Linked DNA regions of Mus musculus: all the other regions are linked to region 2. The links are chromatin contacts, called in public HiChIP or PLAC-seq maps. All regions are on one chromosome and are shown on one strand. Each heading gives the region's core, a stretch centred on a gene start, on an enhancer-like site or on the middle of the called end of the contact. The rest is flanking DNA. Distances are from core to core; before and after follow the strand shown.

What was found. HiChIP or PLAC-seq counts read pairs in DNA pulled down with a chosen protein or histone mark.
Region 1: a contact with region 2 is called in an H3K27ac HiChIP or PLAC-seq map of embryonic stem cells, with 8 times the contacts expected there. The contact joins the promoter of Clic6 here to the promoter of Cbr1 in region 2. A contact is called at or near these places in 8 of 39 promoter capture datasets (the 3T3-L1 cell line, the C10 cell line, the SN4741 cell line and 5 more), 1 of 484 Hi-C or Micro-C datasets (bone marrow-derived macrophages), 17 of 115 datasets of contacts at active chromatin or transcription factors (acute myeloid leukemia, astrocytes, craniofacial prominence and 10 more) and 3 of 9 other capture datasets (adipose tissue, embryonic stem cells and macrophages).
Region 3: an H3K4me3 HiChIP or PLAC-seq map of forebrain shows a contact between it and region 2, with 5 times the contacts expected there. The contact joins the enhancer-like site here to the promoter of Cbr1 in region 2. A contact is called at or near these places in 1 of 39 promoter capture datasets (embryonic stem cells), 3 of 115 datasets of contacts at active chromatin or transcription factors (astrocytes, forebrain and pancreatic cancer cells) and 2 of 9 other capture datasets (adipose tissue and liver).

The regions. Positions count from the first base shown.
Region 1 is chr16:92,496,780-92,499,479 of GRCm38.p6, forward strand. Clic6 (chloride intracellular channel 6) reads left to right here and starts at 1,368. Exons shown (of 6, transcript NM_172469.3): 1 at 1,368-2,700. The coding sequence starts at 1,675. It overlaps 2410124H12Rik (RIKEN cDNA 2410124H12 gene), which reads left to right. Exons shown (of 3, transcript NR_165041.1): 3 at 271-591.
Region 2 is chr16:93,606,485-93,609,184 of GRCm38.p6, forward strand. Cbr1 (carbonyl reductase 1) reads left to right here and starts at 1,353. Exons shown (of 3, transcript NM_007620.2): 1 at 1,353-1,770; 2 at 2,305-2,412. The coding sequence starts at 1,482.
Region 3 is chr16:92,157,187-92,159,886 of GRCm38.p6, forward strand. All of the region lies in intron 1 of Gm41496 (a long non-coding RNA gene), which reads left to right. Among named protein-coding and RNA genes, the nearest start is that of Gm41495, 5.5 kb to the left of the region's middle. Within about 2 kb of position 1,420, at least 129 of the 459 cell types and tissues checked have an H3K27ac peak or open chromatin away from gene starts, as enhancers often do. A contact at or near this core is called in adipose tissue, forebrain, liver and 1 more, where this site is marked.

The DNA of each region.
Region 1 (2,700 bases), core at 118-2,617, 1.1 Mb before region 2:
TGTGTTATATTGTATGCTCTGGGCCAGCCTGGGCTACATGAGACTTCGCCTCAAACAAAACAAAAACAAAACAAAACAAAACAAAACACCCAACCAATTTAAATTATGTTGAGATATTATCTGTCTATGAAAAAAATTCAAATCTTTTATTGTGAAAGGATGTTGAATGTTATCAAGTGCCTTGTCTGTACCTACTGAGATGAACACATTTTGTTTCAAAAAAAAGATTTATTTATTTTTTAATCATCTGTATATATGTTATTCTTGCAGGGGTTTGTGCATGTGAGTGCAGGTGCCATTTGAAGCCAGAAGAGGGCGTTGGATCCTCAGAACTGGAGGAAGTTGTGAGCTACCTGATGTGGGTGCAGTACACACTCTTAATTCCAGAACCATTTCTCCAGCCTGCATGTGATTTTTAAAGTCATACATTCTGTTGTTTTGACGCATTGCGCCTATAGATTTGCATGTGTTGAGCCACCACTGCAACCTCCAACCTCCAACTTGATAGCCGTGGATGATCTTTTTGATATGCTGTTGTATTCAAACCCTTGGTGTTTTGTTAATAATGTTTGCATCTATACTCATCAGCAATATTGGTCTAGAGTTGGTGTGTCCTTTGATAAGGGGGAAATGCTGGCCTCACAGTTTGGGGTGGGAGGTCCTCTCTCTATCAATTCAGTGGAATAGTTTTGAAAACTTCTCTGAAAGAAGTTTTTGACGGGTGATAGTGGGGGACTCCTGGCCCAGTTAATTCTATAACTTCCTTTTTTCCCATCCCGAATTTTCTTCCCCCACCTTCAACCCCCAACGCCCTAACCACGATATTGAGACCCAAGCACTGGACATGAGTAAGGAAATCTGAGTCCGAGGGATGCACAGATTCTTAGGGTCTTCAGGGGCTGGAGAAGGAGAGGTATCCGTCTGGTTCTCCTCCCCTCCCCCCACCACCTCAACAAGCACGCCAGGCTATTGTCCCTTCCATCTTTAGGTTCCTGGAACTCACAGAAATGGGAGGGCAGCCATTCCTCCCTTTGGGGTTAATACCTTTTCTGTGGAACCTGAGGCAGGGATGGGATGGGTCTATTCCACTCAGCATCAGAGTCGCCTTCATGGTGAAGTGAGGTAAGGTGGGAATCCAATACTGAAGTATGTGACCGTGATTTAAATGGCTCTGAAACTTGAAGCTGTTCCAGAAAACGCTAAAGTGGCCAGTAAAATCAGTCTTTTCATTAAAATCCACAAAAGCCGCAGAAAGGCTGTCATTGGCTAGCTTCCCAGGCCACCCAAAGTGGCTAGGAGGTGGGGAAGACAAACCCCGCCCAAGCCCTAAGAGGGGAGAACTGGCTCTGAGAATTTCTGGTCAACCCTTGAGACCGCAGGGAACCAGCCCATCTCTTCCAAAGACTTCAAGAGGCAAGCTGAGTTCTTTAGCCCCACACCCTGGCCTGCACAGAAGGATTGGGGTCCGGGCGCGAATTTAGGAGAAACAGGAACTCTTGAGGAAGAACCCAAAGACCTTAAGACAGGGAAAAGGGACATAGAGTCTTGGGGCCCTCTAGATTTTGCATCAAGCGAAACCTTCGCTTCTAGAACCGCGAGTGGGGTGTCCTCCCGGAGGGGGCACGTCAGCCCCTGCCCCTCACCCTGAGCAGCGTCGAGGAAGGGTGTTTTACCATGGCTGAGGCCACGGAGCCCAAGGAGGTCGCTCCAGGTTCCCAGGGGCAACCCGAAGGTGCGACAATCGAGGGACCAGGAGAGCCAGGAGCTGCGGACCTGGAGGGGCGGGAAGCGAGCGAGGAAGCTGCAGAGGCACCTAGGGACCTGGGGGCGGGCGTAGAGGCCAGGGCCTCGGGGAAGGAGGAAGGAGGCTGTGGGCAGGACGAGGGAACTGGGGGAGCGCAGGCGCAGGACCCGCGCACCGGCCCTGAGGCCGAGACGCCGGGCGCCAGCGGAGCTCCAGGTGAAGCGGAGGCTGCGGAGCGCGACCCCGAGGGCGCGATCCCGCAGGGAGCGGAGGAGGCGCCAAGCGCCCAGCAGGTGCAGGGGATGAGCTCTGGGTTAGACTCTCAGGGTGAGGCCCCCGAGGTCCCTGGGGACTCTCGCCGGGAGCCCGAGGACCCCACGGCCTCAGAGGCAGGGGAAGAGGCAGAATCTGGTCAGGAAGCGCAGGGAGGCGGCGCGCTAGGGTTGCAGATCAACCCAGAAGTCCAGGGACTTGCAGGGGACAACATGGACACAGAGGCACCCGCAGGAGGGCCACTTGGGTCGGAGAGTGAGCCCCAGGGTGGAGGGGAAAGCAGCCCTCAGCCCCAGGATGAGGCGATTGAGATTGTAACCACAGAGATCGGAGGGAACGAGTCCGGGGAGCTGGCGGGCGCTTCGGCCGCAGACGCCGCGGGGGAAGGGGAGACCCTGGGGAAAGACGGGTCCGAGGAAGCAGCTTCCGAGGATGCGAGAGTAGATGCTCATGAGAATGGGGACCAGGGCAAGCTCCAGGAGGAGACCGGGGAGGAAGAAGCGAGGCCAGAACCCGAGTTGAAGGGACCCTGCGAGGGGGCCATCCAAGAGAAGCCCCCCGACGGCAGCCTTGATGGAGAGGAGGCCAAATCCACCGAACACGAGGAGGAATCCCAGGCAGAGCTCAGCAACCACTTAGCTGAGGAGCCCAGCGTCCAGGGTGGAGAAGAGTTGGGGCGAGTG
Region 2 (2,700 bases), core at 103-2,602:
CATCCCACCCTGGGCAGCATTTTTTTTTTTGGATTATTCAGGTTTCTTAAGCAATTGACTAGGAGCTTACTTTGAACGGCAATTTACAAGCAATGTATATGAGGCAGTAGAATATTTTGAAATGGAAATCTTATACCTGTCTCCTTTATTTTACTGTATTCCTAATACAATGACCTTCATACACACAGAGAGGTCTTCCTGTGGGGTCAGTATAACTAAAATGTCTTATTTTAATCTAAATGGCCACTTGTTTCTAATAGCAACCTACTGAATGGAGAGGAAACGAAACTTGACCTGGAGATCCCTATAGCCAGGGTGTTAGGAACCAGTGACGAAATCTGTTTCCCACGACTGAACCAAATGTCATTTTGCGAGCATATGGCATCATGTCATCTTAAAAAGGGACTAAAAGGGTGCATTGTGGTGCACAGAAGAGCAGCATCCCCTGAAGGCCCTGTACACATCTGTACACTCAATACAAACATCCAGGTAAGACAAAGCAATTAGAAGTATCTAAAGGGATACCACAGGCTAGTAAGGAATGTTTCCTGCCCAAAGATTACCCCAATAGCTTTGCTTTGGTGTCCTAAGAGGTGAATTCAACACAAATTGCGATTCCTCATCATAATCTCCCAGTTTGTCCTACAATTCAAGTTCCTACAACTTAAGTGGCAGCTTTATGTTATTTTTTTTAAACACCAGAAAGAAAACGTACAGAGGTCCAATTTGCAAGTTGGGGAAAACAGTGAAAAATTCATACAAGTAATGAGGAAGACCTAGACCCGTGGGCAAGCTGAATGCATGATTTCCAGGTGCAAAGCTGTGTTTCTCTCTCTCTCTCTCTCTCTCTCTCTCTCTCTCTCTCTCTCTCTCTCTCTCTCTCTCTCTCTCTCTCCCTCCCTCCCTCCCTCCCTCCCTCCCTCCCTCCCTCCCTCCCTCCCTCCCTCCCTCCCTCCCTCCCTCTCTCTCTCTCTCTCTCTCTCTCTCTCTCTCTCTCGCCTTCTCCTGCAGTCTTGCCTGGCAGCTGGCTTCAACACGCCTTCAGGAAAAAGCCTGAGATGTCAGTCATTTGACCTGGCCGGTTTTTTTCCTGGCTGGTATGTAACCCCCAACTGCATAATGCATAATCTGAGATAACAGACAACCTGACACCTTTCGTTGCATGGTAAACTTTTATTTAAAAAAAAAACAAAAAACAAAAAAAAAAAAACGGAGTTCAGGTAAGGTGAGCCATTTCCTAAATACACAGCAATTTGACAAGAGGCAACTTTAAAATCCACACTAAACAACAAACACACCCCCCACCAGCCACGCCCCCCGTAGGGAGGGGGCTTAAACTGCGCATGCGTGCTAGGTGCGACATTGTCGACGCCAATTTCAGTCCGCCAGTGAACCGGTCTTGAACCACTCTCCAGCAGCCTCGAGAGGCAGAGTTTGCGCCAAGTTCCTTGGTCTCCGACGGCCTCCCTTCTCACGCAGCCATGTCTTCCAGCAGACCCGTGGCGCTGGTGACCGGTGCTAACAAAGGAATCGGATTCGCGATCACTCGTGACCTGTGTCGGAAATTCTCCGGGGACGTGGTGCTCGCGGCGCGGGACGAGGAGCGGGGCCAAACGGCAGTGCAAAAGCTGCAGGCGGAGGGCCTGAGCCCACGCTTCCACCAGCTGGACATCGACAACCCGCAGAGCATTCGCGCACTGCGCGACTTTCTGCTCAAGGAATACGGAGGCCTGGACGTGCTGGTCAACAACGCAGGCATCGCCTTCAAGGGTAAGCCATTGGGTGTGGAGATGGAAGGTGGCTTCCCCAGAGCCTGGTGGCAAGGTGGGCTGTGCCTCTCTGGGATCATTACTAGGACCAGGAGCACTATGCTGTAGGACTCTGAAACAGATCCCCTGGGAGAAACAGGACAGGGTAGTAGGGGCTGCAGGAAAGCAGAGCCTCAATGTTCGCCATCATTTCTAGGTTTCCCTCACCCAGTTGTTGAGTAATTGAATTGGACTTGGCGATACTTAAGTGGAACTATATCTGATACTGAAATAAGCAAGAGATTGAGGAGAGAGAAAGAGACAGAGGGAAACGGTGTTTCCTTAAGATCCTGATATATACAAACTTCACCTAGCCACCCCCAGTGGTGGTGGTGTCTTTCAAGCACAATAGAAAATTGTCAGATGGACAGTGATGCAGAGCTGTATGTAAACAAGACTGTACTTGCAAGTGGATCTCTAAAGCTCTAGCTTACTTAGGTCTTTACATTTCCACTCCGCTAACTCGGTTCTCTTCTCCCCCCCCCCCCCCCGAAAGTCAATGACGACACCCCCTTCCACATTCAAGCAGAGGTGACAATGAAAACGAACTTTTTTGGTACCCGAGATGTCTGCAAGGAGCTGCTCCCTCTAATAAAACCCCAAGGTGAGTCTGCCAGGTGACTTCCGGGCTCAGCTCCTCTCCCTACTGCACAGCCTCTCTGCCACTGTGAGGCACTGCTCAGACCTTTGATCTCAATTCTTTTGTGGCCATTGACTTTCTCTTTGCATACGCAGCTCTTCTTAATCTTCAGATAAGATTCCAGCATCCACTTCTTCCACCTCCTCACCCATTAGGGGCTTTAGGACTCCAATTATGTCTGAAATATTTTGCATACATACTGACATCCCACTGGCCACAATGGCCTGTCCCCACAAGTGCTAAGATTGTACC
Region 3 (2,700 bases), core at 170-2,669, 1.4 Mb before region 2:
TTAAAGCCATTGGAAGTTTGAGGACCATAGTTCAGATCCCTAGAAACCCTCACTGATTCCGGGTGGCATGGTGATCTACCTGGAATTCCAGCCCAGGCAGGTGGAGGCAGAAGATCCCCAGAGTAAGCTGGCTAGCAAGATTAGCATGTGGGGAGCTCTGGTTTGGTTGAGAGACCCTGCCTCCAAGCATAAAGGGAAAGAGTCATAAAACAAATGAGGATGATTTCCAGTGTCAACCCCCAGCCTCCACGCGCGCGCGCAGACACACACACACACACTCACACACACAAATTAAACAAAACAAAACAAAACAAAACATAAAATTGTTTTATTAAGAGGAAATCCATACGACATAAAATTAAGCATTTTACAGACTCCAGTGGCAGTACTCCGTAATGCTGGGGATTCCCATGTGCTGTAGGCATCAGGTGGTTGCCCAGGTCCCTCACCCTGGCTTCAGGAACCCGGGCTGTGCGGGTCTTAGCAGACTCATTCAGCAGGCACACGGCTCTCTATGGCCTCTGTCTACCTCTGCCTATTGCACCTGGCATGCTTTTCAGGGTTAGCTTGACACATGTCAGTATGCCCTCCCTTTCCACAGCGGAGTACTATCCCAGTGTACGGGAGCCCACTTCTGTTTACCCATCCTCCCTGCGAGGGCACTTGGGAGTGAACTCTGTCGGTCTGCTGTAGGTTGTTCTGCCGTGTCCTAGAGCCTACAAATGGGATTGTTGGGTCAGAGAATAGTTCTCCATTTAACTTTCTGCAACCTCAGTTGCTCAAAGAAATCGTGAGGTGTCCAAGGTCACATGACAAATGAATAAAACCCCATGAGCCAGGGCTTACCTAGCTGTCACAGAGTCCATTCATTCACTCAACAAACATTTCCAGCTCGCCAAAGGAAGGCCACTAAGGTGGATTTCACAACACACGGGAAACCATGAGAATCAAAACGGGGCTGCTTTAAAAGCTGTAGCAGGCCTGGCTCCCACACAAATTCCTCTAAGTAGCCCTGTGTGTGCGCGCGCCCGCGAGCTGATTGGACACTGCCTCTCCTGTCTTGCACGTATTTTACAGTCCTTGTGGGGGTTTTTCTCTCGTTTAAGAGAAGCAAAAAGACCACTTGCTGCTTCCATCATCTTTCACCTCTTTGCTGCGCAGTGGACCTGTGGGGTGGGTTCCCACCTGGGGCCGTGGTACTGATCTGATCCAGGATCTATTGATGGCACGGAGCTTAACGGGTTAAACAAGGACCAGAAAAAAGGGGCAGGGGTCTGGGGTCAGACCGGAGGGAGGAGGGGTGGGGCTTGAACAAAGGGGAGCATCTTCCGCCCCTGCCCCCCAAGTCTAGCTGCAGAGCCCCATGGCTGGGGATCAGCTGCCCCTCTCCCGCCTCCCTCCCGGCCCCGCCCTCTGCAGAGCCCACTGTGGCTGAGCTCACCTCCGCACCCTCACGGGCGACGCCACCGCGCTCCACCAATGGGACGCGGCTGTGCGGGTCTGCCCACCGGTGGAAAATTCCATGCTCTCTGCTGCAGCCCCTGAAGAGCATTGGGGCTGCCGCCCGCCCAGCCTGGCCTGCTTATTGATTTAGGACCCAAACCGCGCTGCTCTTCCACTTCTAGGACAGCAGCTTTGTGAGCAAAAATCCTTGAGACAGCGGTGGTGTGTGTCACTGCGGAGTGGGTGGGGACGGTGTGGACTTTCTCCTTGTGTATATTACAAACGCCCGTTCTCACCTTGCCCACTTACACTATAAATCCTGCCCGTGATTGTCGCCTCCAGTACTCGACCCAAATTCCTGGGTGGGACACTGTATGTAGTGGGGATAAAGAACAGGGCGTCTTCTTTGATCCGCCCACCCTGGGACAACGGTGGGGTTCTAGAGAGAAGGGTCAAGTTAGCAAAGATGTGGGACAGCAATGAAGAGTCCCAAACAAGCGACTGACCTAGTGAGACAGTCTTGTGATTCAGACAGGCACAGAAAATTCCAGAGCCACTGAGAAGGGTCATACTGGTTTTTCAGAGCGAGGAGGGGGTGTTAGGTGGGGGCGGAGAAGACTGAGAACTTGCCATGGGAGGACAGGGAGGTGCCAGAACCCCAGGGCTGTGTGACCAAGTTAACTCCTCCTCGTGAAATTTATGTCAACCAGGGCCCCGGACCTGTTTATGCCCTTTGATCCAGGAGATAACCCGGAAACCAGGAACCCTTGTTCCAGGAGCTGCTGCCAATAGGGGAAAGCAGTGATTTCTTCCTGGAAGAGAAGTGGTTTCTTCCTGGAACAGGTTGCAGGGACAGAGGACAGTGACAGCTGTCCATGTAGGAGGTAGGAGAGAGAAACAAGGAGGAAAAAAGGACAGGTGTGTTGCTTCTTGGAGCAAAGTATCTCAGGAAGAGCCAATAGACAGAGGAGGAAGAGATAGAAACCCACAAAGAACCCCAAAGCCCCGAGGTAGGGACCAAGGCTCAGAATAGCAGCTGGGAACTAGGGCAGAGGCAGGTGCTTCAGCAGGCTTGGGGCGCTGTTGTCGAAGGCATGAGAGGCCTCAGCCCTTGGAACCCCCTGTGCATCTTTCTCTGCTCCTCTGCATGGAAACATAGGAACTAGAACCCCAGTCTCCGCCCGCCCGCCCCTCCCCCCACCCCCCAAGGCAGCCATGACTGTAGAAATACAAATGCAACCATCTTCCCGTCTGTTC